Regions from separate parts of the Mus musculus genome. Here all the other regions are linked to region 1. Evidence: chromatin contacts called from public HiChIP or PLAC-seq and promoter capture Hi-C data. All regions are on one chromosome and are shown on one strand. The core of a region is the stretch at or near the end of the contact, and the rest is flanking DNA. Distances in the headings are between cores, read along the strand shown.

Region 1 (3,287 bases), core at 284-2,783:
TTTGGGGGCCCTCCTGACCAGCCCTCCCACCTTCCAGGTCCTTACTAGCAGCAGGGCTGCAAACTGCTCGCTGTCATTCTTGGCCTCACGGAGGGCTCCCAGGTAGCGCTCCAGGGTGGGGTTTCGGCTCTCTGCCTGGTTCAGAGCTGGCTCACAATCCGAGGCCATGATGCCCGCCTTGCCCAACTGTGAACACAAGAGGGACTGAGCATCCCTCTGCAGAGGAGGGGCGGGGGCGGGGGTGGAAGTGGAGGATGTAGGGAGGGATTAGCACAGAGGGAGGGGGGGTGGATTTGGAAGGGTGGCTTCCTCATGACTGACCTCCCTTGGGGGAGCCCCTTTAAGAGGCTGGACCTACAAATTCTTTAGGATGAAGAAGGGACCCTGGTCCAAGGTCACCTCCAGAAAAGTGGGATATGAGGACCATGCATGCCGCTGCTCAGCTGGACAGCTTTCCTCACCAGTCTAGAAGTGGGAAGGAGCTGGCCCAACTGCTCAGCAGCCCCTGGCACCAGACACCGGGTTTTATCTCTCTCCAGGAGGCACACGAGGAGTGAGCGGTGAGGACAGACAGGGAGGAATGCAGACAGACACGGGTCAAGTTCGATTATCCGGACTCACGCCGACAAGGAAGAAAAGGACATTCTAGGGTTCCTTTCCCCTCCCTTCTTCAGAGAAAGTAGACTGGCTTCAGCAGGAGTGAGAAGGCAAGCTCTCCAGAGAAGGCTTTGAAGACTCCCCTGTGGACCCACCCCTCCAGCCAGGGCTCTTAATCGCCCCCGCAGCCTCCTTGCCTTCTCTTCTTTCCCTCCCTCGGGCAGAGGCTGCAGAGGCTGCAGAGGCTGCAAGAGCAGGAGCTGCAGCTGCTGCTGCAGCAGCAGCAACATTAACCCCTTGTGCTCCCTGTACTCTCCCTGTCCGTCCCGCTAACAGCCTGTGGGTGCCGGCACTGGCTGGAGAAGGAAAGAGGGGTCGGGTGGCTCTCAGGATAACAGAATCCAAAAGCCGGATAATCGAAGCGGGGCTGCAGTGATGGAGAGATGAGAAGGGGAGAAGGGATCCTGGCGGTCACCACCTGTCCCGCCGCAGCCAGGTCACAACACGACATTGATGAAGTCGAACGACAGGGCAGCGATGAGATCACACTTCACGATGGCGCGGTGATGTCACGGAGAGATCACAGCGAAATCACGACATGAAGGGGACAGCCCCCAAATATGATAGGGCAAATTTAAAAAAATATATAGGTAGATAGATAAATACTGAAAGGGGTTGTGACAAAATGGAGTCTCGACAGGGTACGGTGATGTCGAGATATGGCACGATGGAGTCGCGATAGGGTCCCTGGGGAGTCTCGGCATCGATCAGCGCCGGTTCGGAGAGGCTCCGGCTGAGATGCAGGGGAGGGCTTGAAGGGGGCTGAGCTCACCAGGCTGCGGCCCCGAGCGGCGAAGTCTTTCTCCGGGCGCGATGCTCCGGGAGCCTGGGGCTGCTGCTCACGCCGCGTTGCCCACTCTTGGCTCCAGGCTGCTACAGCTCCACCCCCACCCCCGCATCGCTCTCGACCAATCGGCGCTGGGCTCACTCCGCACTCTGACCAATGGCACAGCAGGGCGCTAAGCAGTAGGGGGGCGCCTCCGGTGCGGCCATCTTGCTTGTGGGCAATTGCCCGAGTCTGGGGCCTGAGTGCTCGAGCTAAGGAGGAAAGGTGCGGGCCGCCCCGCAAGGGCTCGCGGCCAAAGGCTGAGGGCCCGGACGTCCTCGCTTGTGCGTAGCTCTCCCCTCAGCGCCGCCCCTCCTCCCACTTTTGGGCTCGCGGCTGGAATTGCGCTTCCGGAGGGTGGGGGCAGGAGGACTGGCTCAGCGTGAAGAGTATGTTTCCGGGTTGAGCCCCGGGAGGTGGGAAGGAGGCGGCGTTTCCGGCCGCGGTCGCTGTCCAGGGAGGCTGAGGCAAGAGGGAGCTGTCCGGGTGGGGAGCCAGCACTTCCTTCTTCCTCCTCTGCGTGAGGGGAGAGAAGGTTGGGGGTCCCCGAGCCCATGGATCGGGAGGAGGCGGAGGCCGCCGAGAGCCGGCACCCCTCTATGTGGCCCTGAGCCCCGGTAGGTGGCCGGGGCGGCTGACTGCCAGGCCGAGGACCAGGAGCTCAGGGGAGGGGCAGAGGCGGGACGGGCGATGCCTCGGGTACGCTGGTCCGGCGTTGGGACCCGGAGATGGCGCTCCTGGCTGGGACAGGACAAATCTGCTGCTTCTAGCCTTGCAGGTGCCAGAGTCCCAATCTGAACCCCTCCGCTTTGGGACTCAGGCCTGGTCAGGCAGCTCCCTCTATTCCCTGACATATGGGCAGACCAGGCTGAGGCACTGCGGTCCTTATGATACTCTCGACCTCTGCAGCCTCGTCCCGAGTTGCTGTCTCTGGTGTTTGATGATCTTCCCATCGAGATTAAAAGAAAAGAAAAGGGAAAAAAAAAAGTTGATACAGAATAAAGGGGGCGGGGCTGGGCTCGTTGGCGAAAACCTTCCTCCTTGAGAATTTTGACAATTATGCCCCTTAGAGGGTCCTGCGGTGGCTGCAGTGAGCACAAAAAGCGAACTGAAGGAAGTCAAAGTAGAAGACCTCAGGCGGGGTTCCAGGAATGCTTTGCCTGGTCTCATCTCACGGTGGTTGTGCCCAACTGACAATAGAAGCTGTTAAAGCTCCTTAGCTGACTCTCCTTGTGCTATCTTGTGATTAACAGACTGGAAACTAGGAACAAATTGGAAAGACGACCTCCTAGAACAATCTGTTCATTTTTCCAGCTATTTGGAAAACAGTGTTTGCAAATATAAGCAAAGCTATTCATGCAGTCTGTTCTGTAACTTTCTCAAACATCTAGGACTTTTTTCTTTCTTTCTTTCTTTCTTTCTTTCTTAAAGCTTTATTCTTGATTACTCACACCCGTTGAATAGACCGGCTCTGTCGTTATTCAAACATATCTTATCGCTGTGTATATAAATGGAGTTCCACGTATGTAGCTGACAGACTGAACTATGATACATTCCCCATCAACCTGAAGTATTAAGTAAACATTACCCCCTGCTGTATCTGAACAGCTGCTGCAACAGCGTGCTTTTATTTCGGGTGTACTTGTAACGCCCTAAATGCCAGAACTACCGGGAGCTTTTCTAGATTTTCATTTGTCGAGTATTGTGGGGGTGTGTGTGTTCTCTCCCTGGGTTGCTACCCTTTGATTTGATAACAAACATTTTGGGTCTTAGCAGTGTTTTGTCGTTCCTGCCTCTGGTCAGC
Region 2 (3,383 bases), core at 823-3,322, 580 kb after region 1:
CATGGTTACATCCCTCCCTTCTTAAAACTTGTTACTAGGGGCTGGAAAGATGGCTTGGTGGTTAAGAGCGCTGACTGCTCTTCCGAAGGTCCTGAGTTCGAATACTAGCAACCACGTGGTGGCTCACAACCATCCGTAAGGAGATCTGGAGCCCTCTTCTGGAGTGTCTGAAGACAGCTACAGTGTACTTACATATAATAAATAAATCTAAAAAAAAAAAAAAACCCAAAAAACTTGTTACTAGTTCTTACCTCCAAACCCAAGTCTATAGTCCCGGCATTCCCCAGCCCCCTGACACACACATACTCTTACCTTGCCTCTCTCTGCTCAGACCTGGCCTTGATTCCTCCCGCCTGGAATGCTCTTCCTTTCTACCCTACTCATTAAGGAGGCATCTCTGTTCCAATATCCCCTTAGGGTCTGTTCTCAAATTACTTCGAGTCTGAACCCGCCCTGGTCAGTCTGTTCCTGTTTCCCTTGGTTTTAGTAGCCCTCAAACTCAATTTGCAATTTAAACCTTGGTCTTTTGTTTGTTTGTTTTTGTTCCCATTTATCATCTGCCTGTCCAATTAACATGCCTACTTGACTGGCTGGCTGCTTCAAGTTTGGTATCACTCAGTGTTCATTCAGTAGGCACTGGATTTGCACACTCAATTCAGAGCTTGAGAGTGGAGTTCTCAGAGAGGCTGTGGGAGGGCTGGGCAGAACGGCAGAGGACCAACCGAGCCAGGAATTAGATGGCAGTATTGCTGCCCTCCACAGGGTCTGTCTTTTGAGAATCTCAGTTCTCGACTAGATGGGGGTATCTGGGAAGCCCTAGAGCGTGAAGACCCTTATGGGTTTGGTCCTGGCACTTACTTTTAAACCTTCCAGGGAGGGCCAAAGATTAGCACCTGGATTCTGACCCCCCAGGAAATGCCAGGACTGCGTTTACTAGCTGGGAGAAATCCAAGAGAATTCTGTAATGTCGCTAACCCTGTTCCTTATCTCTTATCTTGGATTACTGCAAGAATCTTCGACTGTTCCCTCCCCAGCCGGCTCTTCCTGGGAGTGCTCAAGGAGAGTGAAGGGGAGGAGGAGTTCCTTCCACCCGGTACCCCCTAAGGATGCCACGTCTGGGGCTCCCCATTTTGGTGCAGGCTACCTAGTCCCTTCTAAGACACACCCCGAGACAGACTCACCTGAAAAGAATTTCTCGCCTAGCCCGTGCTGAGGACTGGCAGAGCCGGTTCTGGATCCCCTGTTGCCCCCCAACTCCCGTTTCCAGCTACTAGAACGATTATTACTATTTTTTTAATCCAGTTTTTATCCAGCTGCGGGACCCAACCGCTCCATCTCTTTCTACCCCGCAGCACTGTGGCTGGCCCCAAAGGTATAGCTCCCCTCTTGGGCCCCGGGCCCCGTTTCCTTCCTTTCTAGACAGTTTGGGAGCTTTGTGAACCTGTGACTCGCGCGCGCGCGCGCGCGCGTGCGGGTGTGTATGTCCCCTTCTGTGAACCTTCCAGTGTCCGGAACCGCCACCTGCTCCAGAATGCTGGTGTATGTATGAGTGTGTGGGGTGGAAGTGGGAGTGGGGGCGGGGAGCAGAGCTTTGGGTTAGGGTGCTCCTTCCCTGCGCTTCTGCAGCATTAAATCTCCATGCTGGGCGCGTGGGCAGGCCCCAGTCCAGCCCCCCAGGGGATCCCCATAGAGAGGGGTTCTCAGCTGCCTTGGATTGTCGCCCCTTCCCGGTACTTACAGTCAGCGGCGCCGCCACCGTGGGAGCCTGGCTCCACGTGCCCAAGACCCACAGCAGAGGAGGAACGAGGCGGGAGCCAAGCCGAGCTCTGTGGCCTCGGTGAGGCTCCTGGCCAGCACAGCCAGAGGCAGCGTGGAGGAGGGGCGGCCGGGGAGGAGCCCGGAGTCGCCTCAGGGATGCAAGTTCTAATCCAGGAGCAGCTGCGCTGACTAGGGAACAGCAGGCTCCTTTGCGGAGGCTCCGCGTGCTCGCCTGTGGAATGGGGGCATTGGTGGCCACTGGCAGGGCTGTTGCAAGGACTGCAATGACATTAGGGTGTGAAACACCTTGCAAACTGTTAAGTGCCGTGGCAGTAGGGATGGCAATAAATGACACGCCTACGCTGGTTACCACGGATACCCCGTCTGCGCCCTGCCCATTTGGATCCCAGCCTGCTGCAAAGTTTCAAAGTTTTCGTACGCTCTTGGGGGCCCCCCTCCCGCCCTGTTTGCATCCCTGATGGCATTTTCCAGGGAGGCAGTGTATCTTTGAGACAGTCTTTCGGGGCTCACACTGTGCTGGCCACCGGAAGGGACACAACCAGGAAAAGAAATCTCAGGGGCAAGGATGGTGTTTGGAGAGATTTTAGATGACCCAGTCTGCCCAAAGGAGTGTGAAGCAGGGTGGGAGGCCCAGCTTGTGAAGGGTGGGAGACCTGCGCTTGAGGGGCTCTGGAGACTAAGATGTTCAGTCTTATTCGTGGGCCAGGACTGAGATCCTAAAAGCCCTATCGCCCCAGGAACGGAAATCCAGGGTTTCCCTGGGATCCCCAGATCTTACTCACAACCTTGCCCGAGGCTTCACTGTCTAGACAGAGATGACTGATGCCCGACCCTGGTAACCATTCATTCCACTTGCTGGGACGATATCCATTGATGCGGGCTTCTGATCTACAAAAGGCAGCCTACATTAGGAGGCTCTGTTACTGTCTCCTACTACCCAGAAGGATTCCCGTTCGCCTGAGCGGAGCGCCTGAGACAAGGTTGCTTCTCTTAGGAGCTGCATATCATTCATACAGCACGCAAAGGAAAGATCTCTGATCTACATTGAAAAGAGAAAAGGAGAGGCCCCGAGATAAACCCAGGGACACATAGAAGTAACAGAGCCAACTCCAGGGACCTCAGTGACGTTGGCATTGGCTACGGCAAAGCCCTGTGGCAGAGGCTACCTTGTGCTTGCTATGGGCAGAGCAATTATCAGCACTATGGCTGGGCAGTGCCAGTTTTGTTGTTGTTGTTTTTTTTTTTTTTTTTTTTTTTTCTGGATGACTCTGCTAATGTGCCTGGGTGATGGGATTGGGGGACCCTGACCCTGCCACCTGCTGCTCATTCTCAATTATTTCCCTAGACTTCAGAGCAAAATGCCTGGTCCCATTTCCTCACCTCCCACTCATGCTTCAACCCACCAGAAGATTTCTGTCCCTGCTGTGCTACAAGAAAAGCCTTGTCAAGGTAACTCTGATCTCCACGATGCTAAATCCCACACAGTAATAAATCCGTGACCTCCTGAAACAGCTGTCACAGAGTCCCGCCTTTCTTCTTGAAGCACCTTCCACCCCCAGCTTCCTTGACACCCATCTCATTTCCTGGTCCCTGGGATACCTTCC
Region 3 (3,307 bases), core at 466-2,965, 610 kb before region 1:
ACTGATGATGTTGAAATGTTGCCTGCTAGAACCCAGAGGGTCCCATCCTTGCTCCTGCCTGGTTTTCCTCTCATCTTGCTGGTCTGCTGTAGAGGAGACCCCTTAATGTATGGGTTCAGGGGCTGAGGCTTTAGACAGACTCCCTTCTCCCTGTTCTCTGGAACTGGGTGACCCACCTATTTCCAGGATGCTAATCTCATCTTGTCTTGCCTGCCTCGAAAACTATCTTCACTCAAAACTATGTCCACACAGCAACTCCCTTCAGACTACCAACTCCTCCTCCTCCTTCTTCACCACCATCACCACCACCCAGACCACTCCTTTCCTGAATATTTGCAACACTGTTCTCTCTGCTTCTACTGTTTGTTCGTTTTGTTTTTTTGTTTTGTTTTTTGGAGACAGGAAGGGATTTGGGTCTACATGGTACATGGTGAATTTTCTGAGATTTTTTTGTAGACCAGGCTGGCCTCCAACTCAGAAATCCGCCTGCCTCTGCCTCCCAAGTTCTGGGATTCAAAGGCGTGCGCCACCACGCCCTGCCCTCTGCTTCCACTCTTGCCCTGCTGTGGCCAAGCCTATCTTGAGCAGCTTCAGGAGTCTTTCCAATGTGTGGCGTGGGGACTGACACTCTCTAACTTAAGCCTCCAGGGGTTATCACTTCACTTCCAATGAAATCCAAGCTCCTGAGTGATCTGCAAATCCTGTGTGGTCTCCGATCAGTTACTTTCCCCTCGAACCTCTCATGCTAGCTCCGTCTCTGCATGCCAGAAACTCCACTCATGCTCCCATCCTACCCTTTGATCCTGCCTTAGACAGGCTCCCCGAGATCCTGGCATGGCTGCCCTCTCCTCAGGACTGAGCTCTTACCTGGGGCGTCTCTGTGAGAGTTACTCAAGATGTTCTCCATCACATTAATGCATTCCACTACCTTCATGACACCTCACAGCCCCTTTGAAGATGCCTGCCTCCTGAGGGCTTGTAACCTCTGACCTCTGCAATTCCTTTTTTTTTTTTTTTTTTTTTTTTTTTGGGTTTTCGAGACAGGGTTTCTCTGTATAGCCCTGGCTGTCCTGGAACTTATGCCACACTAAAATGCTGAGGCAGCATTATATGCAAATAGGTAAGTACGCATGGGCCAACGCATGCTTACAAAGCAGACTAAACACAAAAATACCCAGGTCTGAGCCAGCTTGGTCCTTTCTCCATCTCCTCTTGACCCCTACTTGAACCCAGGCGGGCTTGGAGGAGTCGGGGTCTGCAGCTTGAACAGGGAAGGGGTTAATGGCCTCCAGGCTTCAGGCAGCGCCTACAGCTATGCCTGCAATTTCCTCTGGCCATTCTTTCCCTCCTCCTTCCCAAGATTCCCGCCAAGAAGGCCTCCCCCTCACCCCAGCTCCAGCGTAGGGAGGGGAAGGGGGTTGGCCAGGAGAGTAAGCAGAAAGAAGAGGCCAGCTGCAGATCCCCCCCAGCGCACTTCGGTCCCAGCCTTGAGCCCAGGTGGAAGCACACGTGTGACTCTGGGCAGGTCCGGCTAGCAAAGCAAGCGAGGCTGTTCCCTAGCGCCGAGGCCCCCGCTGGGGTCTGCAATATGCTGGGACCTGGCTCACCGCCGAGTCCGACAATCATTAACCTTGGGTGACCACAGCAGCTGGACACACTCAGCCAGGGCACTGGGAGGAGGGGCTGAGAGATCCCTTCTCCGAGGAAAACCAATAAGGACGCGGGGGTGCCGGCTGCCTCTACTAGGTCTAGGAAGGTCTGGAAGGATGAAGGGGTTTGGACCCGCCTCATCCCAGGAGGAGCCAGGCACAGGAAAGTAGTTTGGAGCCTGCGCGCTAGAGTAAGAGCGTTGTGGGTTCAAATCCTGACCGTGTGGCAAAGGTCTTCAAGATCTTTGACTCAGTTTACTTCATTTGCAAATTGGAGATTTAATGGTAGCCACATTCCAGGGTTGGCTGGCTTAAATGAAGGGATGTCTACGGGAAGCGGGAGGGGAGGTAACCTGCCGCCAGGGGCTCCAGGCCTTAGGGATGTTTAGTAACTAATGTTGTTGTTAGTACTGGCGGGGGCGGACCCTGTGAGCGCCCTCCCCAGCGGCTTCCTGTAGGGGAGCAGGGGCCGCCCCCTCTCCCCTTCCTCCAGGCGCTCTTCCTCCCCGCCTCTCCTCCCCGCCCCGCCCCGTCCCTCCTCTTTCCTCGGAGGAAACTTTCCGCCGGCTGGTCCGTCGCGGTGTCCGGCCGCACCGCCGTGCGAACCTGGTAAGGCGGACGGGGCGGCCCGGCCTGGGTGTATGCGGCCACCGGGGAGACGCCACTGCCGGGGCGAGGCTGCGGGACGCTGACGGGTGAGCGAGCCGGGCCGGCCGAGGCCCCGCGGGTGGAGGGGTGCAGGAGGGAGGTGGAAGGGGAGCCCGAGGCACCGCCTCGCCCTTCCGTGCGCTGGGCCTCGCCTGGGGACCCCACGAGGGGGCGGAGCGTGTGCGCCCTCTCCGCCGCTCCCGGGGATGGAGAGGCGTCTGCGGGGGAACAAGGACTAGCAGAGTCCAGATCTGCGATCCAGTGAGGCGAACCGCTCCCTCGCCCCACCACCACCCCAGGGTGGAGGAGCTACGCGAGGAGCGAGCGCCTTGGGCTCTGGAAGACCTGACCTGGGTGACCTCGCAGGCTGACAGGCGAGCTGCATCCCAGCAGCATGGATGCCCCAAGAAGGGACATGGAGCTACTCAGCAACAGCCTGGCAGCCTATGCGCACATCAGAGGTGAGGGCCAGGCCTGGGGGCACGGAGCCCGTCCATCATAACCCAGGCAGCCCTCCACTCCTAGCTGCTCACCCTGTCCTTGCAGCCCTTCCGTTCCTTGCCCCAAGCCTAGCTAGACCCTGGATCTCTCCCAGATGGGACGACTCCAGCCTGTCAGGGCCCCCTGTGACCTCCGCTCCCTGCTCCCTAGCTAACCCCGAGAGCTTCGGCCTCTACTTCGTGCTTGGCGTCTGCTTCGGCCTGCTGCTGACCCTATGCCTGCTGGTCATCAGCATCTCCTGCGCGCCTCGCTCGCGACCCCGGACCCCTGCTCCGCGCCGGGACCCCCGGAGCAGCACCCTAGAGCCGGAAGACGAGGACGATGAGGAAGATGAGGACACCATGACGAGGCTGGGTCCCGATGACACGCTGCAGGGCCAGGAGCTGTCCACAGAGCCCGACGGGCCCCTTAGTGTCAATGTCTTCACGTCAGCAGAGGAGCTAGAGCGGGCACAGCGGCTGGAGGAGCGTGAACGAATCCTGCGGGAGATCTGGCGCACTGGGCAGCCA

What was found. HiChIP or PLAC-seq counts read pairs in DNA pulled down with a chosen protein or histone mark. Capture Hi-C pulls out chosen DNA fragments and counts their contacts.
Region 2: a promoter capture Hi-C map of pancreatic islet shows a contact between it and region 1. The contact joins the promoter of Gjb3 here to the promoter of Ncdn in region 1. A contact is called at or near these places in 1 of 39 promoter capture datasets (neural stem cells), 2 of 484 Hi-C or Micro-C datasets (both in embryonic stem cells), 2 of 115 datasets of contacts at active chromatin or transcription factors (embryonic forebrain and large pre-B cells) and 1 of 9 other capture datasets (pancreatic islet).
Region 3: a contact with region 1 is called in an H3K27ac HiChIP or PLAC-seq map of extraembryonic endoderm stem cells, with 3 times the contacts expected there. The contact joins the promoter of Eva1b here to the promoter of Ncdn in region 1. A contact is called at or near these places in 1 of 115 datasets of contacts at active chromatin or transcription factors (extraembryonic endoderm stem cells) and 1 of 9 other capture datasets (liver).

Annotation. Positions count from the first base shown.
Region 1 is chr4:126,751,896-126,755,182 of GRCm38.p6, forward strand. Ncdn (neurochondrin) reads right to left here and starts at 1,534. Exons shown (of 7, transcript NM_011986.4): 1 at 1,076-1,534; 2 at 46-186. The coding sequence starts at 1,108. AU040320 (expressed sequence AU040320) reads left to right here and starts at 1,875. Exons shown (of 21, transcript NM_133886.2): 1 at 1,875-2,100.
Region 2 is chr4:127,328,764-127,332,146 of GRCm38.p6, forward strand. It overlaps Gjb3 (gap junction protein, beta 3), which reads right to left and starts at 2,073. Exons shown (of 2, transcript NM_001160012.1): 1 at 1,739-2,073. It overlaps Gm40251 (a long non-coding RNA gene), which reads left to right and starts at 600. Exons shown (of 4, transcript XR_868156.3): 1 at 600-1,372; 2 at 3,125-3,228.
Region 3 is chr4:126,146,288-126,149,594 of GRCm38.p6, forward strand. Eva1b (eva-1 homolog B (C. elegans)) reads left to right here and starts at 1,716. Exons shown (of 3, transcript NM_172145.3): 1 at 1,716-2,344; 2 at 2,664-2,758; 3 at 2,949-3,307. The coding sequence starts at 2,692.